Linked DNA regions of Mus musculus: region 2 is linked to region 1. A link is a contact called in public HiChIP or PLAC-seq data. All regions are on one chromosome and are shown on one strand. The core of a region is the stretch at or near the end of the contact, and the rest is flanking DNA. Distances in the headings are between cores, read along the strand shown.

Region 1 (2,857 bases), core at 126-2,625:
TGAATGCTAATGTATTATGTATACATTGTTGAAATGTAACAGTATATGAATTTGTGTGTTCAATTGTACTAATGTATCTTTACGAATTGAATATTGATAAATATGTTTTAACTACCCTGAAAAGCTCTGAGTTGTGGACCCAAATTTAGTATTTGATTAGTTATATCTGGGATAGAACAAATATTCATGAGACCAGTAAGTATATTTATTTATTCTTCGGTCCTGAAATCCCAGAAAAGAGCTATACGTATAAATATAAATTTTAAATTAATAAAATGTTGGTAGAGAAAAGTACATTTAATATAGGGTTATTTTTATCAATAATGCTATCAGGTTGGCTTCCATTTGTTTAGATCAGTAAAATTAATAATAATAATAAAAATAATAATAATAAACTATTTTATAGAATTAAATTTTCAGTAACACATAGCCATTGCTACTTTTAAAAACTTTAATTAGTTCATTCATTTTAATGATATTTTAATGTAACTCATTGATTTCAATGAAGCATTGTCTTCATCATGATTTGGATCTCCTAATGGCATGGCCACTCCACTTGCTATGAGCATCAGCACAGAGATGAGTATTCAGCAGACACTGTAATGTCTGCGAGAAGAAATTAAATGAAAGTTAATTGTAAGTTCTGATGGAAGTCCTGTGCAGCACTGTGATGTAAATGAGCTGAATCCCAGGAGCTAATGAGCATTGACTTCTCATTCAGTGAAAGCAGACGTGTGGGATATAACACACACTGTGAAAAGGATGAAATAACACAGGGAGCAGATTATAATCTATCAGAATTGAGAAACCCTCCACCCCAAAATTGAAACGATCCATTGTGATTGGATTGTGAAACTACAAACTAAAACTCCATATGAAACTTGTATACATTTCATTTTATTTTTCCAACCGGAACAGAAGACATGACAGAAACAACTTAAAGGAGAACAGATTTATTTTGGTTCATAATAGTGGAGATGTTAATAGAGATCGACTCCACAGTAGTGGGAATGGAGCCATTAAGAGAGATGTAAGTCTCAACACTCTGTAGCATCAAAATGCAGAAAATACAGGCTAGGAGAAGTGGGAGCATAAATGTCATGGCCATATCTCGTAAGGTAACTCTGTTAAATAATATTGTCTCAGTTGATGCAGTATCTTACTCATTCACATGTAAATTCTTATAATTCCCTAATACTCTGTTATTTAGAAGAGCCTTTAAAAGAGGTGGTTAAGGATTCCCTGAAGTCAGAGTGGAGTTGTGGAGAGAAATTCTATCCTTAAAGTGAAGGTAGAAGAATGTGTACTCGCCGTGAAATACTTTCAGGAGGATAGATTAGAAAGTGATCTTCAGAAACTAAAGAAAGAGAGATCTTAGAAGGAAGCAAAAATGTTGAACTTATTGTACCTCTCGGCCTCTGGAATGTATGAAAATAATGACATGTTTTAGGAAACACCTAAACTATGTAGGGTTATCCAAGGGCAGAATGCCAAAAAGTACAGGAAACAGGAAACCTAAAAAAATAAAATAAATAAGAGAGATACCAGTTTGTAAAGAGTTTGGCATGCATTGTAGAAGTACTCAGTTTTTGTTCTCAGCTGGGCATGTGTTTGAAATTCTGGCGTTGGTAAAGAGGGAGCTGTGCAAACCTTATACTATGATTGGTAAGTATATATGCACCCTCACATATATAAATATACACACATATATGTAATGTACACATATTTGCAAACATACACACAGTGCTTATGCACTAGCATACTGATAGAGTTTTGTTTTGTTTTTTTTTTTCTGATACTTCACTGTTTACAACACCTAAGATTTGTTTTGTGTGTTCTTTAATTTGCAGACAAAACTGTTAGTGCAAAGGTCTACTTGTGCCAAACTCAAATTCTTATCCATGTAGTTGTATTAAATATGAGCCAACAGGGCACTTAAGCCATCTACACCTTGTCTGCTTTCCATGCCGTGTGAAACTGCATTGAACAATTCTTCATAGAAAAGATAAATTCCAAGTTCATTAAAACATTCAAGATATTTCCTTCATAATTTTCTCTCTCACAAATGATCCATCTGAAGACTCAGTAAAGGTAATAAAGAATTAATCCTATTCTTCAATTCTCTTTCCTTATAAAACCCTTGTTCTGCTTCTTCTAGATTGTGATCTTGTCCTGTAGTCTATGAGATGAAGACTGTAAGATATTCATACACCTACCGCAGGTCCAAAGGCTTCCAAAGCAATGCTCATTGTGTGCTACTGCCACCTTGTGGTCATGTATTTTTCTCTGTGAGACCATAAATCAAAATTATTACAAAGGCATTTAGTGCATAATTAAACACAAACCTAAGTAGAAACCTAGACATACCTTTTATACTTAATGAATAAATAATGTTTAGGAATAAGAAATCTTGCAATACTAACCAAATATTCAGCTCACTACAACTATTTTATTTGAAGAAAGTAATAAATTAACCTATCTAAAATATAACCAATTTTAGGCCCAAACACTTTTTCTTTTCTCTTCTTTTCTTTTCTTTCCTTTCCTTTTCTTTTCTTTTCTTTTCTTTTCTTTTCTTTTCTTTTCTTTTGTTTGTTTGGTTGGGTTTTTTGTTTGTTTTGTTTTGTTTTGTTTTGCTTTGTTTTCTTTTCTTTTTGTCTTTCCTGACAGGGTTTCTCTGTGTGGCCCTGGCTGTCCTGGAATTCACTTTGTAGACCAGGCTGGCCTCGAACTCAGAAATACACCTGCCTCTGCCTCCTGAGTGCTGGGATTAAAGGCGTGCACCACCACCCAGACTGATTGTGAACTTTTTATAACCAAAAAAAAAAAACAAAAAAACAAAAACAAACAAACAAAC
Region 2 (2,857 bases), core at 217-2,716, 460 kb before region 1:
CTGGCTACTGTCCCAAGTAAACACTGTGCAGACTATGCCTGAGCTACTCTAGCTCATTCTTTGTAATGCCTAATTAGTTTCATTGTCTCTTCCAAGCTCCTCCACTTCAAGCATTTTCTAGGGCATTGGAACACTGGCAAAGGCTTAGCTATGTCAGAATTCAATCTTAAAAGGCACTTATAATAAGATAATACTAAAAGAGAGCATGTGGATTCATACACCAGACTAACATGGGGATAGGGTATGAGTATATGGGTTATGAGAACGCCAAAGTTCCAGGAGTTGAGTTTCCATGAAACTCTTTGCCTCGTGAGTGCTCCCAGGCCTCTCTGCCTGCCAAGCAAACTACACTGGAGTGTTCGTAGCATTCTCCCCCTTTCTTTTTATATTTCTGCTGAAGTTCCGGAATGTCCTGCCTCGTCGTAGCTACAGATCTCAGGAGTGCTCTAAAGATGAGTGGAAACACAACAATTTACTAATAAAATAGTGCCAATAATAATAGCAAGTAGGAATTACCACCCGCGAGGATAGAGACCTCCCCAGATTGCATTGCTCATGCAACGGGGTGTCTTGAGGTAAATCTAGATGTTACAAGGTCGTCCCATTTGCCATGGGGAAAGCGCTTTCAAAGGAAACAATTTTCATAAATGAAATAAAGGGTTTAGGGAGAGAGGAATAAGAGTCAAGAAAAAAGATTTGATTAATTTTTTTCTGCTTCATGGACACTAAATGTCCATGGTTAGTTTTGAGCAGACCTGAGATCCATCCACTTACGTGGAATAAGGTTGGCAAAAATATTAATGATTTAATAAAAACGGGTGAAAATATCCCTGAACCTTTTTTCAGTTATTATGGAATTATTAGAGACCTCTTAAAAGATGCAGAACAAGGAAGGGAGGGAGCCAGACTGCTGGCACTTGCTGAGGATTTTCTTGCAGCAGAACTAGAGGAAGAGGCAGCCAACAATGAGGAGGAGAGATATGGTCCTGGCCCCCGAGTGTTTCTCACAACAAAATCCAGCCCTAGGTACCCTCCTCTGTACCCCTCTTCCACTCGGGGCCCCACTCCCTTTCCCTCTCTGCACCTTTATCCCTCCTCAGCCTGCCGCCTCCTACTCCCTTACCAGGGGTGACTGTCCATCATTTGCTCCACACGAAGGACGCTCTGGTGGCCCACATTTTTGGTCTAAAAGAGGTTTTATATTTGCAAAAAAAATTAGGAGACCTCACCTTTGAAATTCAAACTTTACAGGGGATCCTCTCCGGAGCCCCAATTGTCAAGAAACAGTCGGAGCACCCTAAAGTCATAAAGAAGGTCTCTCCTCCGGTCTCCACGGAGAAGATCAAACATAAATATTCAGCCAAGGACAAGGCATATCAAAAATTGGCCTTCCCATTCCTGATTCGGGCATTCTCCAATCAGATCAGTCATGACCCTGAGCCAACTAATGATGAACAAGTGCCAGATACCTCGGGACAGGCAAAGGGAGAAAAGGAAAATGAAAGTGATGAATTTGAGCAATTAGCCTCTGACTCCGAGGAAGAAGAGGCAATAAAAGATGAAAGTGATTATGAGGCTTCACAGCCTGTTTATAAGAAATTAAAGATCATACATATTAAAGAATTGCATTCGGCTGTTAAAAATTATGGGGTTAATGCCCCCTTTACTGTATCAATCTTGGAGGGACTAGCAGGAGACTGTTACTTAACACCCAATGAATGGAGCAAAGTGGTACAGTCAGTCCTCACTAGAGGGCAGTATTTAACTTGGAAATCTGATTTTGTAGATAGAGCCAAAACCCAGGCTGCTAATAACAGAAAGAACCCCCTCAGTAAGGCTTATTCTTGGACCTCTGATAAAATATTCTGTAAAGGTCCATTCGCCTCTGATAAGAAACAATTGGGGCTTTCTCCTGGGGTGCTTGCACAGACTGCCCAGGCGGCCTTAGCTGCCTGGAGAGCCGTACCGGCCACAGGAGCCCTCATAACCCCGTTGACTAAAACTATTCAGGGCTCCCAAGAATCCTATGCCCAATTTGTTGCTAGACTACAAGAAAGAGTTCTCGGCCCCCATGAAAATGAAGGGCTTTTAGTTAGACAACATGCCTTGGAGAATGCTAATTCTGCTTGCAAGGCTGCCCTGGGGGGTAAGACTAGAGGCTTTGACCTCATAGGAATTGATAAAGCTCTGCAGTGAGGTAGATATATTTTCACATCAAGTCTCAAAATCTATTAACCTGGCCATCGGAGTGGTCTTCCAAAAAGCTGGTGGAACTAGCCAGCCTCAGCAGAGAGTGTGTTTCAGATGTGCACTCCCGGGACATTTTGCCCGCGAATGCCCATCCACCAGACCACCAAGTCTGCCACCACACCAGGCACAGGCCAAGTTACACAGGGAGCCATGCCTCCTGGCCTCTGCCCCAAATGTAAGAGAGGCCACCACTGGGCACAACATTGCAGATCCAAAACTGATATAAATGGCCGCCCACTTACTGTGGTCCAGGGAAACTACCAGGGGGGCCCCTGCTTGGGCCCTGCTCCCCCTGATTGCACCCCCAAAACAATCCATCGCTGATTCCCTCCAGTCTCCCCAACGGGGATTGTGCAGGGCTACAGCAGGGAGCGCAGGATTGAACTTGTGTTCCTCCACCACCAGGATTATAACTCCCGAGGAAGGGACCTTAGTTATTGAGACAGGGGAATTCGGACCCCCACCCCAAAATATGTTTCTTCTTCTTATTGGCTGAGCATCAGGTTCCCTACAGGGACTCGTGGTAACCCCCACTGTGGTCGATGCTGACTACCAAGGAGAATTAAAAATTCTGGTTACAGCCACACGAGGGCCCCTTACATTGAGA

What was found. HiChIP or PLAC-seq counts read pairs in DNA pulled down with a chosen protein or histone mark.
Region 2: an H3K4me3 HiChIP or PLAC-seq map of the SCID.adh cell line shows a contact between it and region 1, with 11 read pairs. The contact joins two enhancer-like sites. A contact is called at or near these places in 1 of 39 promoter capture datasets (embryonic stem cells), 1 of 15 datasets of contacts at CTCF or cohesin (stem cell-derived epiblast-like cells), 90 of 484 Hi-C or Micro-C datasets (the AML12 cell line, the AtT-20 cell line, the Ba/F3 cell line and 37 more), 8 of 115 datasets of contacts at active chromatin or transcription factors (the NIH/3T3 cell line, the SCID.adh cell line, astrocytes and 3 more) and 2 of 9 other capture datasets (embryonic stem cells and embryonic tail).

What each region holds. Positions count from the first base shown.
Region 1 is chr15:14,628,114-14,630,970 of GRCm38.p6, reverse strand. No RefSeq gene overlaps it. Among named protein-coding and RNA genes, the nearest start is that of 4930557F08Rik, 1.1 Mb to the left of the region's middle. Within about 2 kb of position 1,375, at least 1 of the 459 cell types and tissues checked has an H3K27ac peak or open chromatin away from gene starts, as enhancers often do. A contact at or near this core is called in the SCID.adh cell line, where this site is marked.
Region 2 is chr15:15,088,885-15,091,741 of GRCm38.p6, reverse strand. No RefSeq gene overlaps it. Among named protein-coding and RNA genes, the nearest start is that of 4930557F08Rik, 690 kb to the left of the region's middle. Within about 2 kb of position 1,466, at least 6 of the 459 cell types and tissues checked have an H3K27ac peak or open chromatin away from gene starts, as enhancers often do. A contact at or near this core is called in the SCID.adh cell line, where this site is marked.